Linked DNA regions of Oryctolagus cuniculus: region 1 is linked to region 2. The links are chromatin contacts, called in public Micro-C maps. All regions are on one chromosome and are shown on one strand. The core of a region is the stretch at or near the end of the contact, and the rest is flanking DNA. Distances in the headings are between cores, read along the strand shown. Region 1 overlaps SLC22A23 (solute carrier family 22 member 23). Region 2 has its middle 26 kb from the start of PRP4K.

Evidence for each region. A called contact is a pair of places that touch in the nucleus more often than the background predicts.
Region 1: a contact with region 2 is called in a Micro-C map of ear pinna, with 4 times the contacts expected there. The contact joins two enhancer-like sites. A contact is called at or near these places in 3 of 6 Hi-C or Micro-C datasets (ear pinna, skin fibroblasts and an unstated tissue).

The regions. Positions count from the first base shown.
Region 1 is chr5:166,823,366-166,827,768 of mOryCun1.1, forward strand. It overlaps SLC22A23 (solute carrier family 22 member 23), which reads left to right. Exons shown (of 11, transcript XM_002720951.5): 11 at 1-2,629. It overlaps PSMG4 (proteasome assembly chaperone 4), which reads right to left. Exons shown (of 3, transcript XM_002720953.5): 3 at 3,946-4,137. The coding sequence ends at 4,016. Among named protein-coding and RNA genes, the nearest start is that of PSMG4, 11 kb to the right of the region's middle. Within about 2 kb of position 1,451, at least 1 of the 8 cell types and tissues checked has an H3K27ac peak or open chromatin away from gene starts, as enhancers often do. A contact at or near this core is called in ear pinna, where this site is marked.
Region 2 is chr5:166,305,856-166,310,062 of mOryCun1.1, forward strand. No RefSeq gene overlaps it. Among named protein-coding and RNA genes, the nearest start is that of PRP4K, 26 kb to the left of the region's middle. Within about 2 kb of position 2,071, at least 2 of the 8 cell types and tissues checked have an H3K27ac peak or open chromatin away from gene starts, as enhancers often do. A contact at or near this core is called in ear pinna, where this site is marked.

The DNA.
Region 1 (4,403 bases), core at 201-2,700, 520 kb after region 2:
CAGCGCCTGCACCAGGTGCTCCCTGGCACGCCCGCCATCGTCCGTTGCTGCTTTTCACTTGCTCAGCACAGCTGGGGGCTCAGCAGGCGTGAGTCCTGGTGACCTCCAGCCTCTCGGGCACAGCAAGAGGACTCTGGAGAAAGCAATAACTCACCCCAGCCCAGCCCTGCTCGCAGGGGCTGCGTGGTGTCCTCGTTTCGTCCCGCACAGCGAAGTGACAAGTCCCTCTTGTCACCTCGGGAGGAGACGTGGCTGCCCAGGCCTCTGCCAGCCCCACCTCCTGGGCCCAGGCTGCACCTGCCGAGTCTCAGGCACCAGCCCTTCCGGACAGCCTGGCTCCTGCCCAGAGCCATCCACCTCGCCCCTGCGCAAGGCACTTCTTTGCAGGGCCCGTGCTCTGCCAGGAAGGCGTGGACTCCGGCCTCTGCAGGCCCTCATGCGGCTTCCAGCCAAGGGCTGCTGGAGCTCCGAGGGCCAGCGAGGGGTCGGCTTTCTCTCCTTGTAGCTTGCCACGTGCCCACCTCTCCGTCACGTCTGGCAAATCCAGCAGCAGGAGCCTGCCGCCTCGGAAGACACCGAGTGGGCGAGGGGCCGTGCAGCCTCGCGCTGCCAGCACACGGCAGCACCGTCAGGCGCTGCCTGGGGGCTGCAGAGGCCCGCGAGTGCCTGGCCAGTCGCCCACTCCCACTTCCAGGTCCAGCTCACCTTCACCTCCCCGAGTCTCCTCCCCTAAGTCGCTTTTGTTCCACGTTTCTATGTCAGTCCTCGTTCACTTTTAGATCTGCACAGCCTTCGCGTGCCAAACCTAGATCTTTACCTTCTTTAGGGTACATGCTACGTCGTCACCAGGCAGCAAACCTCTAAGGACAGGACAGATGCAGAGGCCCGGCCAGGAGCCAGGGCGTTGCTGGGTCTACACCTGGACAGGTGTGCACCTGCACTCGCTATCCCGAGGACACCCTGCAATACTACAGAAGTCGCGAGCAGCCTCACCCCGGTCACGGGGCCTTTAAGTGGAAGTGGCCGCGGTGCCAGCAGTCCCAGGAAGGCGAGGACAAGGTGTGGCATCTATATGCTTCTCAGCTCGCCCTAACAAGAACACTGGCCCAACGACGACCGTGCAAATCCATCAGCCTCCAGGACCGGGCCGGCCGCGGCTGGGGCACTTGGCTCTTGGCAACGAAGCCTGCTGTGCTGGAGGCCCCCGGAGTCCACGCCAAGGCAGCCCTGGGCAGTGGCCAAGCGCCCGTTCCACTGCTGCGGCAGCTCGGGGGACGCCTGAAGCTCTTGAGGGACACCTTTACGACATGCAACCAAAGTGTAACAGCCCCGCTGTGGGCAGAGCCCCAGGAGGCAGCAGGTGCACCTGGCTGCAGCGCCCCACCCCCACCCCCAGGCACATCTGCTGCCCTTGAGCGCCTCGGTCCTGTGTCGTCCTCGGTGAGGACACTTCTCAGGCCCCTGCCCCACCCCAGGGGACAGGGGGAGGTACGGACTCCCCGCTGTGCTCCCGCCACAGCCCCTGCCAGCCGGTAGGGGAGCTGTGATCCCCTTCCTACAGAAGTTATGCACCCACGCGAACCCGAGACGGAGCTGGACGTGTCTTCGTTTTGTTCGTTTCCAGATGTCAATAGTAACCCGTCAGTGCTCCAACTGTTAGCGCCCAAGACAGAAGGGAACGTTCTCCATGTGTCCTAGTAGCGTCATCTCCTGCACCTGGAGAACCGGGCGGGGAGGCTGGTGTGGCCAGAGGACAGCGCGAGTCCTTGCACCACAGCCTCGGCCGGGGCGCCGCCCTCCCGCGCTGCTATCCTAGAGCCAAACGAGAAGCCCCAGAGCCGGCAGTGCCGCTGGGCGAGCCCTGTGACCGTCGCACTGCCCGGCCTGGGGAGGCCCTCGCTTCCACGCGTGTTTCCAAGGACACCGCCTCACTGACGCACAGCGTGTGCGTCTGGGTGGGGCCGCTTCCCGCCCTCGGCCCTCTGCACCCCGCCTGGGGGAGGGTCCAGTGTAAGAGCCGTGTTGCTGTCTTGTTGATGGGGACTCCTTGGGCGGTGCCCATACATAGCACAAGCTTACCCTGCGTTTCTGGGCTGTCGTCCGCAGCCACGTGTGTCTGCATGGTGCCGCTGTCGTACCTTGGGGAAACTTTGTATGTGTGTGTACAGAAATAAAAGCGTTGCCCAGTAACAGGTTTCCTCTGGAATGTCTTCCCTACCTCACCTGATGGTGTCTGATGACGGGCACCTGGCACCGCCGCGGCCGAGGAACAAACGCGCTCCGTGGTTCAGCCCCCGCGGCGTCACTGTTTCCCCCGCCTGTGCACGCGGCCTTCCTCGCCCCGGCGGGGACAGTGGGGGCCCCTCTCTGCTCAGAGTCCTGGTCTTCAAGGGGACTCGGGCAGAGGTCGGAGCAGGCCGCTCTCCAGGGCAGCCTCAGACCACCCGGGGTCAGTGACTGGAAGAGGACTCTCTGCTCGTGTCCTGCTAGCCATGGCCTGAGGGCTCCTGGAGGTCAAGGAATGAGTGTCTCACACTGTGACTGGAGGAAAGACTGACAACCCAAACTCTCTCTAATGTAGTATTTTTTAACAAGAAAACTATTTCTTTAATAAAGTATTTATACCAAACTCCTCAGCCCTGACTCTGTGGTCACTTACTATTCTGTTCCCACAGAGGTGCCTGCCACGCTTCCCGTAGGACTTCACTGGCGTGGGCCTCGCGGTCAGCATCGGGAACCCGCACCTCCACGTCCTGGCTGGCGTGTCCACAAGCACTGGCCCATCACGACCCTCAGCATCCACTCCCAGTAACACAAGGGGCCCTCTCAGCTGGTGGGCCTCACCCTTGCCTGATCAGGGAAGCACGTGCGGCTCCGAGACCACCTGAGTCCCTGGGGGAAGGGTCCAGGGTGTGGTAGGAAGAAGGCAGCTAAGGGCAAGAGGCACCGTGGCACAGTGTTAGGCCCCTGCATCCCATATCGGCGCTGGTTCAAGTCCCACTGCTCTGCTGCCAATCCGACTTCCTGCTAACACACCCGAGAGGCAGCAGATGATGGCTACAGCGCTTGGGTTCCTGCCACCCACGTGGGAGACCTGGACTGAGCTCCTGGCTTTTGGCCTAGCCCAGCTCCAGCCTCTGCAGCCACTCGGAAAGTGAACCAGCAGATGGAAGGTCTCCATCTCTCCCCTACTCCCGTCACTCTGCCTTTCAAGTAAGTTTTTAAGAAAAAAAGCTAAGAAATGACCAAAGCAAGGACTTGAAGGAAAAGAAGGGGAAAAGAAAGATAAGAAAAAACTCAAGTATTTCAATCCTTGAAAATAGAGAAGCTAAAACCATGACTGACAACTACTCACCATGCACCTTTAGTTTCCAGAGTTTCTAAATACTTAATCCTAACAACAACCCAGCAAGTTAAGAATTAGTCCCATTTTATAGAAGAGGAGACAGTCCAGAGAAGTCAGACTTCCCCAGGACCACAAATACAGTGTCAAGTGGGGCTCAAACAGGCCCAAAAGAGAACACAAGACGTGCCAGAGGGAAGAATGTAGGGAGAAGACAGCAAAAAAAAAAAAAAAAAGGCCGGGGGAACATTTTAGGGAGAACACAGCTAGACATGCCAAGGGGAAGGGTTTAGGGAGAACACAGCAAGAAGACAGGACCGCAGAGGGCGGGCTGAGCGGAAATGGACAGGGGTAAAGCACCAACTCCTAAGGCAGATGAAGCCTCAGCACATGTATGCTCAACTGGGAATTATTTAACTCCTTGGATTAGACCACGCCCTTCAATCCCAACAAACTCCCACTTTCACAAACCCTTCTGTCGCGGAGCAGTCTAATGGGAACACGTTTACCGCCATCTCGCTTCCCTCCTGCCCCGGGTCAGGCAACATAAGCCTTTTGGTCCACACACTGGTGAGGAGAAGGAAACTGTGAACACACCCCGGTGACGTGAGACTGGCTCCATTTATTTAAAGTAGACTGTACACAGTTAGAGATTCTCACTTCCGCATTCAGCTAGAACTTCTCTGGAAAAGCATCCATTTCTTCCTTGATCCTGTTTTCTACAAGTAATGCGAAGTTACTGTCTGTGTTTTGAAGGTTATAGCTGACAAACACCTGTTTGTTCGTCTTCCTGGCTAAAAAGAGAAAACACATTGACAGCCATGACTGAAACCCTGCAGGCTCCGTGGTCCTCACCCTGCCTGTGGCCCAGAAATGGCTGGGAAGAGACAGGAGTTAGAAAAGAAAGCTCTGTTCTTCCCGATCTCCGGAGAGGTGCTGCAGACGTGCGCTGAAGACACGCGGCCCTCCCGGCGTGGAGAGCAGTGGCTCAGGGATGCGCCTGTCAGACGCACGTTCTCAGACCCTCTCCAGACTTCCAGATCAGGAAGTCGGGGTTTCA
Region 2 (4,207 bases), core at 821-3,320:
CTTTTGAACATGATGTGAACATCGGCTTTCACTCTTCCAAATCCGTTCTTATTCTCCTTTAAGGCCTTCCTTACTGTCCATTGTTAGCACACTCATGCAGTTTTCAGCTGTAACCTTTCTAAGTTTCTTGGTCTTGGGGATTTCATTTCTCACATTATAGAGCTAATTTTATAATCTGACCTTTTGCCTTGGAGTTCATACTGGTTAACCACCCTCATCTTCAGCTGTGTTGAAAGGTTTATTCAAAAAACACACATGTCTGCAAGTTTTTGTTTACCCAAACTTTCAGAATATGTTCCTGTTTTTTTCCCTAGCATTTATGATACGGCTTTGAACTTCATTTAAAAAAGTTTATTTACTTAAAAGGCAGAGTGGCATACACACGAGGTGGGGGGGGGGAGGAGGAGAGAGAGAGAGAGAGAGAGAGAGAGAGGGATTGATTTTCCATCCCGATTCACTTCCCAGAGGGTAGCAACAGCTGGGGCTGGACCAGGCCAAACCCAGGAGCCTGGAACTCCATCCAGATCTCCCATGTGGGTGTCGGGGGCCCAGGCACTTGGGCTGTCTTCTACCCTTTCTCAGGCATGTTAGCGGAGAGCTGGATCAGAAGCATGCAGTCAGGACTCAAACTGGGGCCCTGAGACAGGATGCCCACGTCCCAGATGGCAGCTGCACCTGACCACAACCCCACCCTGGCTTGGAGCTTACTGTACGTGGGCCCTTGGAGGGTGTTTCTCCTCACTCCAAGCTGGAGGTGTCTGTGGCCACCACCGTGTAAAGTAGCCCTTGGCGGATTCGTTCAGGAGAGGAAGGCAGGAGCCTGCCCGTGGGCTCTCTGTACGACGTGTGTATGTTCTGAAGTTCCTCTTCTCAGCGTGCGCGCTTCTGCCACCGCAGCCTCCCACGTGGTCTCTGGGCTCGGCTTCCCTCAAGCATCACTGTGGTATTTCAAGGCACCTGTCAGAGCAAAGAGCCATCAGTGTTTTCTGGTTCTGTGTGCAGCGATTCCACACTCGCCGTGACCGGTAAGACCCTGTTTGTCTGCTGTGCACACCTCCTTGTCTTCCTTGCAATTCCTAGAATTCACTCCTGTCTCAAGGCCCTGCGCTTGCTGCTCCTCTGCCTAGAGCTGTCTTCCTCCCATATCCAGGCACAGTGCACTCCTTGGACACCCAAGCTGCCACGTAGAGGGGTCCCATCTTCTGAGAACGCGTGGTCTCCAGGGGCCTCCCACCCGACTCCCACATCAGCCTCCTCTCGTTGTGCTGTATTTACTGCCTTCTCCGCCTTAAAACTATGCAAGGGGCTGGCGCTGTGGGGTATGCTGCAACACCAGCATCCCCTGTGGGTGCCAGTTTATGTCCTGGCACCTCCACTTCCCATCCAGCTCCCTGCTAATGGTCTGGGAAGGCAGCAGAAGATGGCCCAAGTGCTTGGGCCTCTGCATCCACATGGGAGACTTGGGTGAAACTCCTGACTTCTGACTTTGGCCTGACCCAGCCCTGGCTGTCGGGACCATCTGGGGAGTGAACCAACGGATGGAAGATCGATCTCTCTCTCTCTCTCTCTCTCTCTCTGGGGGGGAGTGAACCAATGGATAGAAGATCTCTCTCTCTCTCTCTCTCTCTCTCTGGCTCTGCCTTTCAAATAAACAAATATTCTTTTAAAGACTATACAGTACACAATTGTACCTTTTTTGATAATAGGCCACCAAACTAGGTCTAAGATCTCTAAAATCCGAGGTGTTGCCTGTTTTTGTTGGCTGCTGTTTGCCTAGCACTTGGCAGTGTTTAGCATATGACAAATATTTGTTTAATTAATTTCAGCATTAGCAACGCACACTCTGGCCACACTGGCAAAAGACTCTGTTGTCCGCTATGAATCTGTCCAGATTTAAGCTGTTTCCCATGAAGGTTCCTAAGAAGGATTCTGGTCGCCGGAGGTTCCAGTCCATTTCACGCAGTAGCTAAGGAATGCCAGCTCCACAGGCAGGAGTCGAAGGGGCCCCTACACCCGTCCAAGTGGTCCTTCTTCAGAAAATGCTAGACCTGGGTTTCGTTTCTGTAGCCAGTGACAAGCATTTTTGTCTTGCAAACTAGAGAGGATCCTGCCTGGACAGCAGCCAGAGTGTGAGTCTTTGGGAGCAGTGTCCTTTCTGTCCTGGGAAGCACTTTCTTCTAGCCACTTGCATCATGGCAACGTCGAGTGCCCCTTCGTTGAGGACCAGAGCTCCTGGCTTTCTCGCCTCCAGGCTCTGGGGGTTGTTTAAGATTTGTGTTTTTGGAAGGAACATTTCCATGGTGACAGCCGTAGCTTCCGCCATCCTTGAAAAACACGAGGACCAGTAGGGTAATCTGATCCCTGGACGACTACCACACAGATGTCCTTTGTATCTGCCTGCACACGAAACTGCTGGGCAAGCCCCATTTCCATGCATTTACTCCCTTCAATGCTCTTTCTAAATGAAGCATTTTTAAGATTAGGAATGAAAGACTTGGGCTGGCAAGTTAAACAGGCAACGGCCTATGTTATGTTAATGGTCTGAACTCAGTGTAGGGTGAGTGTAGAGGTGCAGTGTATGAAGGGAGAGATTGTTTGGGGAGCAAAACAACACTGCAGCTCTGGGCAGCAGTTCCCAGCGTGGGAAGAATTAACGCTGTGTTCAGAAAGACGACTGCTTAAAGGCAGCGTTCGGCTTCTTTTAGACAGGAAGTTTCGTGTTGGGTTATTAAAATCAACTGGTGAACTTTTACTGACATGGAGCGGCTGGGCCCACTCTCCCCTGGCACAGCTCCTGTGCTTACTCCTGCTCCTCACAGGCCTCGCGGGAAGAGGCTCACAACCCAGCATTTTTCTTCCCTGAGCACCGCAATGCATTTGCAAGACACCGTGGAACAGTGCATCCTGAGTTAGTTTCAGGTAAGATGAGGGAATAAGAAAATAAGAAAAGGTCCTGAGGATCAGTGGCAATTAAATCATGAAAAAGTAGTGCAGCAGTTCCGAGCGTTCTAGTGGGAGCCGTCTCCAGGGCCTCTGTGGTACTCGGGTCCCGAGCTTACAACGCACGGAGCTTTATCCCACCTGTGCACGTGTCCCCACCTCCCTGAGGTCGTCTGGGTCACCTGTGACATTTAACACAATGGACATGCTCTGTAGGTAGCTGTGCTGTGTTATTCAGAGAACCTTTACAAGGGAAAAACAGTCTGCCCGTGTTCAGGATGGCTGCAACCATCGTGGACCCAACCACGTTTCTCATCTGTGGCTACAGAGGGACCTGGCTGCTTGAGCCATGGCCTGCTGCCTGCCAGGGTGTGTCCAAGCAGGAAGCTGCATCCAGGAACTGGTTAATGAACCCAGGTCGTGCAGTGCAGCACCAGAGGTTCTCAAGAGGTGTCTAATCCTCTGTCCAAACGCTCGCCCCCGTGGCCACTGTGAACAAGCGGATGCTGGGGGCTGGCGTTGAGGCACAGCCTGGGAAGCTGCCACCTGTGACCGGCATCTCATGTCGAAGTGCCCTTTCATGTCCCTTCTGCTCTGCTTCCAGTTCGGCTTCCTGCTAATACGCCTGGGAAGGCAGCACAAGGCGGGTCCCTGCCACACACATGACAGACCCGGCGGAGTTCCTGGCTCCTGGCTTCCACCTGGCTCAGCCTAGTTGTTGGCAGCCATCTGGAGAGCGAACCAGTGGATGGAAGATCTTTTTCTCTCCTCTCCCTCTCTCTACCTTTCAAATAAGTCAGTAAATAAACACATCTTTTTTAAAAAATAAGGTGATGTTGAAAAGCACAGCACTGAAGTAAGTGCATGCACTGCTGCCCTGGTTGGCTATTATCAAGCAGCGTGTGCCGTGTGCAGTTGTCTAGGCCTGGGAGTGCAGCAGGTGTGTCAACACCAGCATCACAGACACGCAGAGAGCACGTGTGACAGGAGTTTCTCAGCTCCATCATAACCGCATGGGATCACCGTCTGTACGTGCAGCCCGATGACCACGCCATCGTCAGGCAACGCGCAGCTGTATCTTACTGTTCTTTTGTGTTGTATTTCCATGAATGAGGTATGCATTCTTTCATACCATTCTTAATCTCTGTTATTTCTACTTCTTCAAGCTGACTTGACATACTATGTCCTTTTTAAAACACGAATTGTCGCTTTCTCTCATTAGTGCGTTTGCCAAATGAATGCTGAGCACCTGCTAGATCCTGTGTTT